Linked DNA regions of Mus musculus: all the other regions are linked to region 1. A link is a contact called in public promoter capture Hi-C data. All regions are on one chromosome and are shown on one strand. Each heading gives the region's core, a stretch centred on a gene start, on an enhancer-like site or on the middle of the called end of the contact. The rest is flanking DNA. Distances are from core to core; before and after follow the strand shown.

Region 1 (4,845 bases), core at 1,413-3,912:
GCTCTGGTTATCTAACTCGCTCAGTCCCTGCTCAATCCTGCTCAAAGATTTATTTAAATAAGTACACTGAAGCTGTCTTCAGACACACCAGAAGAGGGCATCAGGTCTCATTAAGGGCAGTTGTGAGTCACCATGTCATTGCTGGGATTTGAACTCAGGACCTTTGGAAGGGCAGTCAGCACTCTTACCTGCTGAGCCATCTTGCCAGTCCAGTAAACTTGTTCCTTAATTGGCTTTTTTTTCCTGGGGTTTTCCCTACTTCCTTTCCACCCTTTACCCTTTACCTTTGGCCAAATGATAAGGTTTTGTTTGTTGGTTTTTCTTTCTTTCTTCCTCTCTTTATCTCTCTTTCTTTCTTTCTTTCTTTTTTTTTTTGAGACAGGTTCTCTATAGAGCCCTGTCCAAGACAAAGCTGGTCTTGAACTCAAGAAATCCACTTGCCTCTGCCTCCTTAGTGCTGGGATTAAAAGTGTGTACAGTGACACCTGGCACCAAATGGTGTCAAATGAGGATTTTATTTTGCATTCCCAATATTAGCTCCTCATTTGGGTGGTGGAAAGAAAGACATTTGGAGTCACTTGGCTCCATTTGACTGATAGTAAAACCACAACAAGTACTGCATACACAATAGGCAAAAACACCTGTGTACAGAAAAGAGAGGAAAATGAATTTCTTTTTTCTAGGCGGTGGTGGCACACACCTTTGATCTCAGCATTTGGGAGGCAGAGGCAATTGGATCTTTGAGTGAGTACAGCCAGGGCTCCCCATAGAAACCCTGTCTTAAGAAACAACAACAACAACAACAACAAAATTTATGCATATGTGTATCTGTAGGATAGTTATGTGCACCCGAGGGTGTAAGCACCCTAGCAAGCCAGAAGAGGGCATCAGATCTTTGGAGTTGAATCTTCAGGGAATTGTGAACCCATCTACAGGGAACTGAACTTGGCTCCTTTGTAAGAACAAGTTGTTTTTGTTTGATTTTTGAGAGTGAATCTCACTATGTAGCTCTCAGTGTCCTGAAACTTGCCATGTAGATCAGGCTGACTTCAAAAGATCTGCCTGCCTTTTACCTGCATGTGCCTCGGACTCCTTACAGATGTACCTATTTATTTTGTATGGGTTTTACCTGCCATGTATATATGTGCACCACTTGTGTGCAAGTGCCTGTGGAATCCAGAAGAGGGTGTTGTATCCCATGGAACTGTGAGATCCTATGTCGGTACTGGTGATTGAACACTGAATCTCTGGGAGAACAGTTGGAGAACTATTGAGACATCGTCCCAGTCCTAACAGCCAGTGCGATGGAAAGGGCGTTTGCCATCACGCCTGATGTCCTGAGTCCGATCTTCAGGACCCGCTTGGTTGAAGGAGAAAACTGACTCCTCCTGAAAATCCTCCTTTGACTTCTTCCTGCCTGCTGTGGTGTAAGTACACACACACACACACTCAGTTTGTATACACACATACAAACCGTTTAAAAAAAGGTTTATTGCCTTTTTAAAGACACCAGGATAGTTGTCTTGTGTTGTGTACAAAATTCTGTGTTTTCAAGATGTCTTTTTTTTTTTTTTTTTTTTTTTTTTTTAAGGAGCAACAGGCAACAATAAAGCAGCGTTGCTCTACAGTCCAAGGTGGCCTGAGGTTCACCTTTGTCATCCTTAAGTTCCCCAATGGTATCAGCTTGTATCACACACTGTGCTTGGCCACAGAGTACCTTCTTGTACTGATGTTTAACTTGTTCTTTCGTTCCTATAAATGGATAATTAGACTTAATAAAAAGATTAACCAATTTGGGCAGGAATTCTAGATTATACAGTACTTCTTATATAATAGTGAGATATTCACATGATCAATGTTGTCCTAATACAGTGAAGTTTTAAAGTTACTTTTCTTTCTTTCTTTTTTTTTTTCTTTTCTTTCTTTCTTTTGATTTCTAAAAAGCCCTGTCTGTCCTGGAACTCACTCTGTAGACCAGGGTGGACTCGAACTCAGAGATCTTCCTGACTCTGCCTTTCCAGTGTTGGAATCAAGTTGGGTACCACCACCGTCTGATTTAAGAACATTCTTTTACGTTTTAATTCTTTATTATAATTATTATTGCCTGATTCAGTATCTGGGCTGCAAAATAATGATGTTTTCATTTCTTCTGCACTCACTAAAGTGGATTATTTTTAGAGTAAGCAGTTTGCCTGACACTTTCAGTCTGGCCATTCGTTTTTTATTTTAGACAACTGTTATTTTCCTTTCCCTCCCTCCTATCTTGATCCCAAAGCATTGGCCACCTCTTCGTATTTAGGCCTGAGCTTTCCAGTTCTTCCGCTAGAGGCCACTGGTATCCTCCGCGCCTCTGCGCTGCCGCTCTATCTCAGACCTCGCCGCTGGTTACTGGCCGTCTCGCTGGTGCCGACGCTGTCCAAGGAGCCGCTCTAGGCTCCGGGAAGGCGGTCCGCATTGCGTGGGGAAAGTGTGGACGACGCAGTCGACTCGCCGGCCCCCGGGGCGGTTAGCGCTTCCGGGGTCGAAGGGTGCGCGGGGTTGAAAGCGGCCCGCTCCGCCCCGTCCCCCTCCCAGACCAGCAGAGGCAGCAGCCGGAGCAGCCGCAGCCTGCGCCCTCTCCCGCCCGCCCGCCCTCCGCCCGCCCGCCCGCCCTCCGCCGCCCTCCACCCGCCCCGGGGTCTCTCTCCCCCTTCCTCCTCCTCACCCCCCCCTCCTCCGCCCGCTAGCGGGGCCCCCCTCGCCTTCCCGCCCGCCCCTATTGTTCCGCCCCCGGCCTCCCGCCCTTCCCCTTCCCGCCCGCTCCCCTTTTCCCCTCAGTCGACTCGCGCCTCCAGGTAAGCTTAAAATCTTCTGCTCCGCCGCCGGCAATAGCTTCTTCTTCCACTCGTGACATCCTTCTTGGCGGACTCCGGCCCTATTCTGGAGCCTCGGCCTCTCGTAGACCCGCATGAGCGTCTACTACTTCACTCTGCCTGCCCGGGCATTCACGCGAGGCCCTGGCTCCGGCGCGGCCTAGTAGGCCTCGCGCAGAGCCTGCCCCCTCCCCCCTCCCTCCCGGTGGCGGCTGCGCAGGAGTCAGGGAGGGCGCGCGCGCGGCAGGGGGGGCGGCGGTGGATTTGTTGGTTGAGGGGGGTTGGGGAGGCGATGGCCGGCTTGCTGGCGGGGCGGGTGAGCGCGGCTCCCCGCGGGGGTCAGGCGCTGGCGCAGACACACGAGGAGGCGCTGCTTGTCCGGCCCCTCCCCCTGGGTCGCAGCGCCCCCCCCTGACCGAACCGTTTATTCACCCCCTTTCCCAGTCAAGGGAAAGGGGGGGGGCTTTTTTTTTTTAAGTGGAAAATGCTTGGATGACCCGGGCGGGGGAGGGGAGTGGGGAGCTGCAGAGTTAAAGGGTAGGCGGACTCCCTGTTACCGAGTTACTCTGACGTTCTCTCGGGTAACGAATTTTGAAATTACAAAATGCCTGCCGCTATAAACCAGACCGAGCTATTTATAGAGGGGTAATTGACTGCAGGATTAACAGCTGGATTCCCAGGATGGGGTACACTTAGATTGACCTACTCAGGAGAGGAATTGACAGGTTTCTCAGATTACTTACATGACTTGGAGTTAAAAAAAATACATCTTCGTGCTTTACTTAAGAAATGAATTTGTAGCTAGGTTTTCAGTTTCTTTGCCTTTTGAACTTGTATAACTGTATTTCTAAGGTGATTAATATAACAGTGGGGAAGTGGAACTAACAGTTTTATACTGTATGAGGGGGTGTTAATCTTGCAGACTCAGTGAACAAGCATTGTTTTTCCATAAATGAGATGTTGATTTGTGAGGTTTTTTTTTTTTTGACAGCAATTAACTGTTTTCTGGAAATAGGGAACTGATGTGCTTTAGGGATGCATTTATGTAATCACTTACATCCTGAAGTAACCAGAAGATAGTTTGCATTATATAGAGTGGTGTGACAGTCACTTTAAAGTGCTTTAAACATACTTAAAGTATGGACTTGGGATTCAGAGTTTGGAGGCCAGCCTGGTGTTAATAGTTACATTCAGTACTGGGCAACATAGTGAGGCCCTGTCTCAAAAAAACAAAACAAAAAACCCAACAGTATGTGTATTGTGTGTGTTTATGGCAAAGTGAAAACTGACTGGTTTTATGAAGGGACAAAATTAGTTGTAGGAGGAGAGAAATCATTGATACTGATTTGAAGGGATGAATACTTGCCATGCTATTGGAGAAATTTCAGGGCTTGAGACTCTTGGAACTGTCAGTGTTTGGTGTTAAAGTATTAAAAACAAAAATATCAAAAACCAAATTCTTTGTCTACATAAGTAGTTATTTCAAAGTTGTTTCAGAGGATGAGTAAAAAGGGGCCATCTTGGCAATCTTTCATCAATCAAAGCAAATATGAAGTAAAATTTTAGTACTTTTTCTATTGTATTTGGAAGAAAATTTGGGACTAAAAAGACTTAATTGTGTGATAGTGAAAGTTAAAACAAAAGCACAAGAGAATTTTCTCAAGTGATTAGAGGAAGAATGGGAGCAAAGAACTGAGACGTACAGGATTAAATTTCAAAGGATCATGGAACCCAAAGTTGTGAAGTGTATCTTGAATACTTTTTTCTGTGAGACTCATGAGTGTAGTTATTTTTCTTGTTATTTTGTGATTGTCCCACTGTGTAGTTCTAGCAGCTGCACTTGTTTCTCAATAGGTTGTCCAAGGTAGCCTTGAACTTAAAACAATCCTGTCAAAACTTCCAAAGTGCTGAGATTATACAGAAATGTACCCTTATCCACACATCTAAACTAAAACATTTCAAAATCATTTATCATTCATCAACCTTTGAGATA
Region 2 (4,845 bases), core at 873-3,372, 330 kb before region 1:
CATTGTCACTCTTCCATTACGGATGGTTGTGAGGCACCATGTTGTTGCTGGGATTTGAACTCAGGACCTCTGGAAGAGCAGTCAGTGCTCTTAACCACTGAGCCATTTCTCCAGCCCACAAATGGTCATTTTAACCAGTGGAAGAAAAAAAAAAAAAAAAAACCCACAGAGATGTAACAAAATAGCGGACAGGGACAGACTCTGAGGTACTGCCTGAAAAACTGAAAGAGAGGCAGGCAGTGTAACAGTGTAACAAAAACCATTCCATACAGAAGAAACAGTTGCTCAGGCCCATGGTTAGAAAAAAGGTGTCATGGCAGAGAAAAACAGCCCACCAGAGCCATTGTATGTAGGGAAAGTGAATGACAATAAGGTAAGGGGGGAGAGGAGGTGTTGGAGAGATGGCTCAGCAGTTAAGAGCACAGACAGAGGTCCTGAGTTCAAATCCCAGCAACCACATGGTGGCTCACATCCATCTGTAATGAGATCTGATGCCCTCTTCTGGTGTGTCTGAAGACAGCTACAGTGTACTTACAAAAAATAAATAAATCTTAAAAAAAAATAAGAAGCCAGGCGGTGGTGGGTGGTGGCGCAGGTCTTTAATCCCAGCATTCAGGAGGCAGAGGCAGGCGGATTTCTGAGTTCAAGGCCAGCCTGGTTACAAAGTGAGTTCCAGGACAGCCAAGGCTATACAGAGAAACCCTGTCTCCAAAAACAAAAACAAAACAACAACAACAAAAAAAAAACCAGAGTAGAATAAGGTGGCAAGATATGGAAGCACAGGCCTTTAATGCCAACACTCCAGAGGTAGTGGCAGGTGGTTATCTATGACTAAGAGGCAGCCAGCCTGGTCTCAAAGCAAATTTCAGAAGACAGCAAGGTTTAGACAGAGAAACCCTGTCTAAAAAAACAAAAAGAACAGGGTAAAGCAAGAGTCTATCCACAGTCAGGACTTTTAAATTTTATTTCAAGGGTAATGAAAAACTTCTAGGGAATTGTAAACAAGAAACGGTATGAATTTTTTGTTTGTTTGTTTTTCTGAGACAGGGTTTCTCTGTGTACCTCTGGCTGTCCTGCAACTTACTAGCCTTGAACTCTGGCCTGCCTCTGCCTCCTGGGTGCTAGGATTAAAGTGTGTACCCCCACCCTGCCTGAAGCCCATGCTGTTCAATTCACTGAGCCTTCTCTTCTGCCAGAACCCCAGCCCTTTTTAGTCCGCAGAGGTAAACGGATTTCTGAATTCTTCAACAGCCTGCTCTACATAGTGTGTGCCAGGGTAGACAGGGCTACACAGTGAGGCCCTGTCTCAAACAAAAGAAAAAACAACTTAGCAGATCTTAACTCCAAGTTGTAACAGAATTCAGAGGGCCGCAGCCCCTAAAGCAGCAGCAGTACCGGAGAAAAACATGGGACTCTCTCGGTATTTAGACAACCAGCAAGGCCAGTAAATGAATGAATGAATAAAATCTTCCAGAGATCCAAAAGCGGGAAAACCATGAAGAAATATTTTCTTCCTGCCTCCCAAACACCTGGCACTGTGCCCTACACACAGTAGGTGCTTAGCAATCCTGGGCTAAGCTGAGTTCGATCCCAATGTGCACATTGGGGCTCTTCTGCAGGAGCTACAGACCAGCACATGCCCCACAAGAGCAGACACCTGCGGCGCAGCACTGGGATCCCCCAGGGCCCTGGGCCAGGACTCGAACCCAGGTAGATGCCGGAGCCCCAGATCTGAAGGCATCGGATCTTCGAGAACCTGACAGCCTCAGCACCAAGCAGCTGCCGCCGCACTGGGTCCGGGCACGGCCTCAGGACCGCGGGGTCTCTCAGGTGACACCCGGGACCACCCGGCCTTAACCTGTCAATGAGGCTACGCCCCGTCGTCACAGGCCCTGGCTGCAATGGGGAGGGTGCGCGGCGAGAGGAACGCCCGTGACCGGAGCCCCTGGCCCCGCCCTGAGGCCGCAGCCGTCGCCCAGGACCCCCGCCTCGAGATCTGCAGAGACCGAGGCCTCCGGGACCCCGCCCCCGATCCCCGCCTACCGGGGCCGCCGCGTCCTCCTCATCCATAGGCCTCTCAGCTCCGCGTTGTAGCTCTTCGGCCGCCGCCACCACACACATCCGGGTCCCCGCCCTTCCTCTGCTCCGTCAGGCCCGCCCCCACCGCTAAATCTGACCAATCCGCAGCGCTTCTTGAAGATGGGCGCCCTCAGCAGCCAATCGCAGGGCACAGGCGGTGCGGAGCGCGGCCCGGTGAGCTGGGTACCTAACACTCGGCGGCGTCTGAGGAACCCTGGTGTCGGGAGGGTGGGGGAGGCGACGTGGCTGCCCGGACGCCACCTCGGACGCCTGGAGCTCAGGGAGGCGGTCAAGGGGCGGCTCCCTTGGGGCGGAGTAGGTCCCTGTGCCCGTGCGCGAGCTTCGTGTTCCCAGAGCCAGAAGTGATGCTAAAAACCTCTCTGGAATGTCCTTTTGAGCCACTTAACGGCATGGGGGGGGGGATTTTTTTTTAATGTTATCTCCTATTTTACGCGTGAGAAGCCAGAGGCTGATCTCCACAGCGGCAGCACTCGGCTGGCACCACATGCTTTCTTCTCTCCGGAGCACCCCTTTGCACCACGTTCGTTCATTCCAGGACAGGCGTTCCAGAACAGGAGAGAACATATGCAAAAGGCACAGTGGGATGAAACCCGGGTGCTCTTTGGGCTTGGGCTTGGTAGGAAAAGTTAGCTCGGGTCAGAATGTACCGGAAAGGATACTAATCTTTATCATGCACCTCCTATAAAGGGTATGATTGTCCTTGGAAGGAATTGGGATTCTTGGACGACTTCAACGTTTTGCTCTTAAGACTGAATATTCTTTCCAGAAAGACTCATCCTGTGTCAGAAACATAAACGAACATATTTGTGTCTTTCCACATCTAAATTTATTGAGTATCAAATACATCAGCAAGCGATGTCAGCTTCATTGGCGGCAATTTGCCAATTAGACCTGATTTACATTGATAATGGGCCCTTACCAAACACATGAACTTTTACTTTAATATTAATTACTAACTCTTGGGTCACAGATTACATATCCTGTGTGTACTTATGTAGGTTAACAACATGGCTAGAAAAGGGTTAAAGAAGCCACAGCATAATTCAAGAGTTCAGAGGCCTTACTAGAGACAAGAGCTGATAGAGTGCAAAGTCACTGCAGCCAGAGAACAAACCTAGCTGGGGAGCTGCTGAAGGTTCCAGCCTGGGATGCAGCCATAGCTGCAGGTCACAGGGCTGAACACCTTCAGAGGCAAAATGTGAGACTGGGTATGGATGAATACGTGGGCAACCCGTAATGCGAGTAGGTTCCATCAGCTGTGGACCCCAGTTGGGCTGAAGCCCCAGAAACAGTCAGCATTTCTCTGTTGTCCTTTGAGGCACACACAAGGTAGTTGGTAGGGACCACTGTCCCCAGAGTGTTAGACACCTTCCTCATGGGGTCCAACTGAGGGTGTTTCTTGGTCTGATTATGTTTAATACATTCTTTTTGTTGTTGTTGTTTTCAAGACAGGGTTTCTCTGTGTAGCACTGGCTGTCCTGGAACTCACTCTGTAGACCAGGCTGGTCTTGAACTCAGAAATCCCACCTGCCTCTGCCTCCCAACTGCTGGGATTAAAGGCGTGCACCATCACTTCCCGCCGTTTTTCTTGAACCTGATGACACTTAAGTGATTTTAACACGCCCACTGACTGTATAGTCTCAATCGTTTGTATTTGGATCCATTTATAGAGTGGTACCTTTCACTTTTAAAAAACAAGATTTATTTATTTATTATGTATACAGAAGAGGGCACCAGATCTCATTACAGATGGTTGTGAGCTACTATGTGGTTGCTGGGAATTGAACTCAAGACCTCTGGAAGAGCAGTTAGTGCTCTTAACCTCTGAGCCATCTCTCCAGCCCTACCTTTCACTTTTTAAATTAACTATTTACTTTAGTGCTTCGCCTGCATATATATGTGTGTGTGTGTGTGTATGTGTCTGTTTTGTATATAGGTAAATAGATAGATAGATCATATATTGATATATATAATCTATGCACCATCTGTGTGAGTTACAGACAGTGAGCTGCCCTATGGATTCATGGGACTTGAATCTGGGTCCTCTAGGAAGAACAGTCAATGTCTTTACCCGCTGAGCCATCTCTCCAGGCCACCTTTTCACTCTTAGTTATCAGTCTAGGATTCATACGTAGTGCTAGTGGTATGTATATGCAGAGTCCCACTCCAAGTAGAGCCAGATACTACTTGTACGAGTCACACAAGGCAAGACAGCCTGAAAGCCACCATTTTACACAATATAGAATAACTTAGAGCAAACACAGCCTAATCACGATTCACTCTTATGCAGTGCCTCGTTTATTTACTGTGCAATGTCAGGTGTGGTGACATGCACCTGTTTTGATAAGTATTTACTTTTTATTTACTGGAGGTAGAATGCATGCCTGACATGGCCTAAGTGGATAAAGATGAGAGAGCAGCTTCAGGAGTTGCTTCTTTCCTTCCACCAGGTGGGTCCCAGGGGTTAAACACAGGTTTGGTAACTCTGAACCATCTCGCCAGACCCAGCACTCATTCATTAAAGCCAACTGTGCATCAATGTGTTTAGACCTCAGACGAGTCCCATGTGATTCTAACTGGATACTTCTCTACAGTGCTGGGCAGGAAGACCAGGGCTGTAACTGAGTTAGTAGAGTACTTACCAGACATGGGCAAGGTCTTAGGTTCATTCCCCACAATGACAAAAAAAAAAAAAAAAAAAAAGAGAGAGAAAAGCTAATTATAGCAGTTAGGGCTGTAGCTTAC
Region 3 (4,845 bases), core at 634-3,133, 280 kb after region 1:
AGATTTGGGAGCTGGCACGGGCCACACGCCACTGGGAGTGGGATGGAATGAATCAACCAGCAGTGTGTTGGGGAGGTAAAGATTTATTTATTTACTATTATTTTAGGGTGACCTTGCTTTTCTTTTTTGTTCAGAGAGCCCATCTATTCCGGGCCGTGCCATCTCATTCTAAGTAGCACTTACACTGCTGCGGTCGCTGGGTCATTCCTGGCAATTCCTCTTTGGGGATCGCCTTAAAGCCTGCAGTGTAGCTCTGAGCAGTCTCTCACCAGAGGCAAATTTGTATCCTTTAGGGGTGGATCTAAATTCTGAAAACAGTCAAGTGTTGTTAGGAACCACGGCTGGAGAATAAGGTGAAGGCCCAGCCAGGGAATAATATTTCCAGTTAAGTACAAGGTGAATGTGGAAAGACACCATGTGTGTGTATGTGTGTGCATGTGCCCCCTCCTTCCACATAGCTCTGAAAAGCCATTTTGAAGAACCTTGTCGGATGTGACAGGAGACCTTGCAGCTGCCGCTGGAGATTCCAGTCTTCTGCCTGTTAAACATAGAGCGCTCACACCCCAGTGTGGCATCAGATAGTCAAGAACTGCCCTGTCCTGATTATCCATCCCCACCAAGGGTGGCTCATAACCCCGTCCATGTTGGTGTAGAGCACACTCAAGTGCAAGTAACTTGGTGATCCCCTAGATATATCAGACTGAAAATGGTAAATGACTAGGGTAAATGTATAAGGAGAGCTAGCGAGTTCATGTGAGAAAGCTGTCTGGAAGAGCAGAGTTAGGAGTGGGGTGTGGAAGAAGAAACCCAATAGTGCATGAAACAGAATGACAAGTACTTCTCTATGGCCATTCTGAGGAGGGTGGACAAATTGTGAGCGCAGCGAACAGCTTTTTTTCTTTTTGGCTGGGTACAAAGAACTGGAATAGATAGAATGGAGGCAGGTTCAAGAGGCAGGCTGGGTGATCCCATTTCTAAGAGGAACTGGGGCCTTCTGGAAGGCACACTGACATGTGTTAGATGGCACTTGTGCACAATTTTCTGGATAGGTGTGCAGTTGTGTGTGTGTGTGTGTGTGTGTGTGTGTAGGGGCATACATATCCAAGTAGCTTTGTGCCATGTGGCTTTATGCCCCAGGCTCCTGTCTTTCCATCTGTGTGCGACTGGCATTCAGCTATGTCTGAGCGTGTTTGTTCATTTGTGTATTTCCACGTGGTCGTGTGTGAGTAATATTTCCATTGCTTTCTGAGTATTTCATTTGGCTACATGCGGCGGAAGGCATCGTGAGAAGTGAATTCACAGGCGATGTGTGCCTGAGTGTGCGTGCTGGTGTCTGCAGGAGCAGCGGGGCTGGAATGGAGCCTTCTTTCTCTCTCTCTCCACTGGCTCCATCTGCCCTCTCTGAGGTCGTGACAAGGAGGCAGACAGCAAAACTGGCAAACAGTTACAGCTAGGAAGACCAGAAGTATTGCAAGCCCGGCTCAGACTATCACTGCTGGGGAGAAATAGCCAGAGGGAGACCGACATGACAATAGCGCGCACAGATGCTGCGTGGACGCGCTTCCCGGGGCAGGTGCGCTCATGCGCGTAGGCCTTCACTAGCATCAGGGCCTTGGGCGCACCGGTCCTACTCTGGCTCCTGGCTTTCCTTCCCCTGGCTATGACCAGATCTCCATCGCCTCCAAATGCCTGTCCCAGTTTGGGGCGCTGCGGCTGGGGAAGCAGACATCGACTTCGGAGCCAATCGCGGGACGTCTGCAGCCTCCTGGGGTGGTGGAAGAGATGCGTGCGGGGGCGTCCTCACCCTCGCTCCCTCCCCAGCTCGGCCGCCTCCTACCCACCCCCTTCCGGCCCGCGGCAGTTTCCGAAATCGCCCGGCGGCCGCGAATTCATTAGCGGGGGGCGGATGTAAACGCAGAGCGGTGGAACGTTTTAATTAGGCCTGAACAATAAACAAGCTAAACGAGGCGCACAGGGCTCCCTGGCGGGCCCTCAGCCTCCTCCGCGCCGCGCGGACTCATTACGGCTGCAGCCAATTTCATGCCAGCGCCGGGCGCGCGCGGCCCGGGCTGGGAGGGCGCGCGGGGGCGGCCGAGACACTCTGCCCTGGAGCTGAGCGCTGGGCGCTTGTCGGCTTCTCAGGGCCGCTGCTCACTCCACCCCGCCTGGCTCGGTGTCCTTGAGCTGAAGGTCTCCGCCCGCACCCGCCTGCTCTTTAGGGTCTGCCCTCCTCTGCGCGCGGGCCTCGTCCCACAGCTCAGAGGAGGGGTTCTGCTCTCGCCCTCCCCTTGCCTCGAACCCACACCCTGTCTGCCGCAGTCTCCCCATCTTCTCTACAGGATCTCTCTTCCCCGCGGGTCCCTTTTCATACATCGACGAGGACTGTTGGACGCAGTCATCCGCCCTTAGTGGGCCCTGTGGCCTGATGCCTCGGTCTCGCTCCGGGTATTCGCCATTTCTCTGCCCGCTGATGTAGCAGCCTGCCAGCCTCCCTCCCGCCCTCGTCTCCTGCCAGGGTTCCTCCCAAGGCACTTAGACCCGAAGGTTTAGGTGCGGCTTTGTCCTTAGCCATTAACAAGGCTGTTCTGGACTTAAGAACCGACCGAGTGGTTTAGCTTTCTTTCTCTTCCCCACCTTTTAGCTAAACTGCAAGCATATTTTGCAGGCGCGTAAGTCTTAGCCAAGATTCCTCAGGCTGGCTATTGATGACCTTAGGTCTTGCCTTGTCCCTCACGTGTGGCCTCTTACCTGGCCTTGATACCCTGTGAAGGGTGGGAAGTAATTTTAGTGCTTTGTGAGACAGTTGTGAGAAATAGCGCGGGGGATGATGAAGGTAGCGACCTTGGCACCTAGTATTCACTCAATCAATATTAGCCCTCTTTAGTCTCCGTGTTCCTCCTCAGTCTGCTCCTGTCTCTGTAACCTAAAATTCTGAGCAAAGGACTGGTAAACTCAGATGTAATAGGCCTCAAGGGAATTTCACATGAGCAACTGAACACCTGCACCAAAGCTCCGATTGGACGGACTCACAGAACAAAGGACACAACGCAGATCAGTACACAGGACTGAGCAAATTAAAACCCAGAGGCCAACGAGAGGTACTGTGGCACATACTTTTAATCCCAGGACTCCGGAGGCAGAGGCACGCAACACTCTATGGTTTCTAGGGCAGGGAGTTACACACAGGCTAGCCAAAGCTACATAGTAAGACCCTGTCTCAAAACAAAACAAAACAAAACAAAAAACCAAACCAAACAACAATAATAAAACAAAACAAAACAAAACAAAAACCCCAGATACCACAGGACAGGACCCAATCTAGTATGCCTAGCCTGAAGTAGTGGGGCTACGCACTCTTGGAGGCTGCAGTGGGTTGCTAAGATTTTTACTCCCCGATAGGGACCTATTTCCTAGAATCTCAGAACCTCAAGCCTTCCATGCAGCTTTGAACTGGAGATATTTCTCTTTGACTAGCTGTCTCCCTGCCATTTAAACATTGCAGGGCTAAGATGGGCCCTAAATTCTCTTTCCGAATGTGGTCCTTTACCCTGGTGCCTTTTCATTCCTAAGAGGCAGGATCTGAGCGCACAGGTACCTCTCTCTGTGTACCACCCACTGTGGTTCCTGAGGGGAGATGCAGAGAGGCAGAGATCTGGGGTTTCCACAGCAAAGGTTTATAAGTTTGTCTGGAGCAGTTGGATCAAGCATTGTAACTTGGTGTTGGGGATACTTGAGAATGGCCAGGCAGGAAAGATGTTGGAAGCCATGTAAGAAGTGTAAGGGGGCTTCCTCTTGGAAAGGATCATGGTGCTCATGTAGTGGGCAGGGAGCAGAGCAGTTTAACTCTCAGTAAAGTGTATCTTGTTGGGTAAACAAAGGCCAGTGGGAAACTCAAAGCAGAAGTGAGGAAGAAATGGAGAGTGGCATGTATGTATGTGTGTGTATGTATGTATGTATGTATGTATGTATGTATGTATGTTATAAAGCAGTGGGGCTGTGTGGGCATGGTTGAGAGGTCATGTTTTTCATGCCAAGGTAGAATGTGTTCGGTGGCGTGTCGTGGAAGGGCTCTGGGATAGGGTGGCAGTGGTGGCAGGCCTAGGAGACAACGACATAAGATGTTCCAATGTTGAAACTCCAAAGTGACCCTGGGCTGAATGGGCAAGATGCTAGGTAGCCAGGCTGACTTCCCTGGCCCTGATATGTCCTCAGTGCAAGGATGAATGAGTCTGGATTTCATGGGTTAGTGAACCATGGCTGGGTAGAGACAGCTGTTCAGGCTGTGAAATGTGAGAAAGAGGCCTCTGGGGTCAGGAGACAGAAACAAGGAGAGGCAGACAGAGATGGGAATGGGGAAGGGTTATAGAAAGAACCAAGGTTTTGAGACATGTTTGACTATCTACTCTTTCTGTGGGTTGAATTATACATTTTATTTCATTTTAGTTTTTCTGAAACAGGATCTCATGTAGCCCATATTGGTGTCACATTCAGTATGTAGTTGAGGATAACCTTGACCCTTTGGCCCTCCCATCTCTATCTGCACCTCCTGAGTGTTGTGTTTTATAAAAAAGATGAGAGAGAGAGAGAGAGAGAGAGAGAGAGAGAATATGTTTGGTGGCGGTGCGATAAGGTGTTGGGAAGGGGTGCCTCAGCAGGCACATGCTGAGGCATCCCTTCCCCCTGAGGTATAGTATAGAAAAGAGTTTATTCAGGGCATGGGAAGGGGAGTTGAGAGAAATGCAGGGGGGGGGGGAGAGGGAGAGGTGGGAGGGGAGGGGAGGAGAGGGGAGGGGCCAGCCATGAGCACTTGGTGAGAGATGGGGGAGGGGGAGGGAAATGGGGAAA

The links. Promoter capture Hi-C pulls out the DNA fragments that hold promoters and counts their contacts. Capture Hi-C pulls out chosen DNA fragments and counts their contacts.
Region 2: a promoter capture Hi-C map of adipose tissue shows a contact between it and region 1. The contact joins the promoter of Spryd3 here to the promoter of Pcbp2 in region 1. A contact is called at or near these places in 3 of 39 promoter capture datasets (cranial neural crest, frontonasal cranial neural crest and second pharyngeal arch cranial neural crest), 2 of 115 datasets of contacts at active chromatin or transcription factors (microglia and pancreatic cancer cells) and 3 of 9 other capture datasets (adipose tissue, liver and pancreatic islet).
Region 3: a promoter capture Hi-C map of embryonic stem cells shows a contact between it and region 1, with 2.7 times the contacts expected there. The contact joins the promoter of Cistr here to the promoter of Pcbp2 in region 1. A contact is called at or near these places in 2 of 39 promoter capture datasets (embryonic stem cells and pre-B cells), 1 of 484 Hi-C or Micro-C datasets (embryonic stem cells) and 1 of 115 datasets of contacts at active chromatin or transcription factors (embryonic stem cells).

What each region holds. Positions count from the first base shown.
Region 1 is chr15:102,467,970-102,472,814 of GRCm38.p6, forward strand. It overlaps Pcbp2 (poly(rC) binding protein 2), which reads left to right and starts at 2,663. Exons shown (of 15, transcript NM_001103165.1): 1 at 2,663-2,834. Gm36331 (a long non-coding RNA gene) reads right to left here and starts at 2,527. Exons shown (of 2, transcript XR_384469.3): 1 at 2,286-2,527; 2 at 1,472-1,752.
Region 2 is chr15:102,134,093-102,138,937 of GRCm38.p6, forward strand. It overlaps Spryd3 (SPRY domain containing 3), which reads right to left and starts at 2,123. Exons shown (of 11, transcript NM_001033277.3): 1 at 2,044-2,123. The coding sequence starts at 2,066.
Region 3 is chr15:102,745,026-102,749,870 of GRCm38.p6, forward strand. Cistr (chondrogenesis associated transcript) reads right to left here and starts at 1,884. Exons shown (of 1, transcript NR_104334.1): 1 at 1,416-1,884. It also overlaps a transcript of Gm36560 not described here.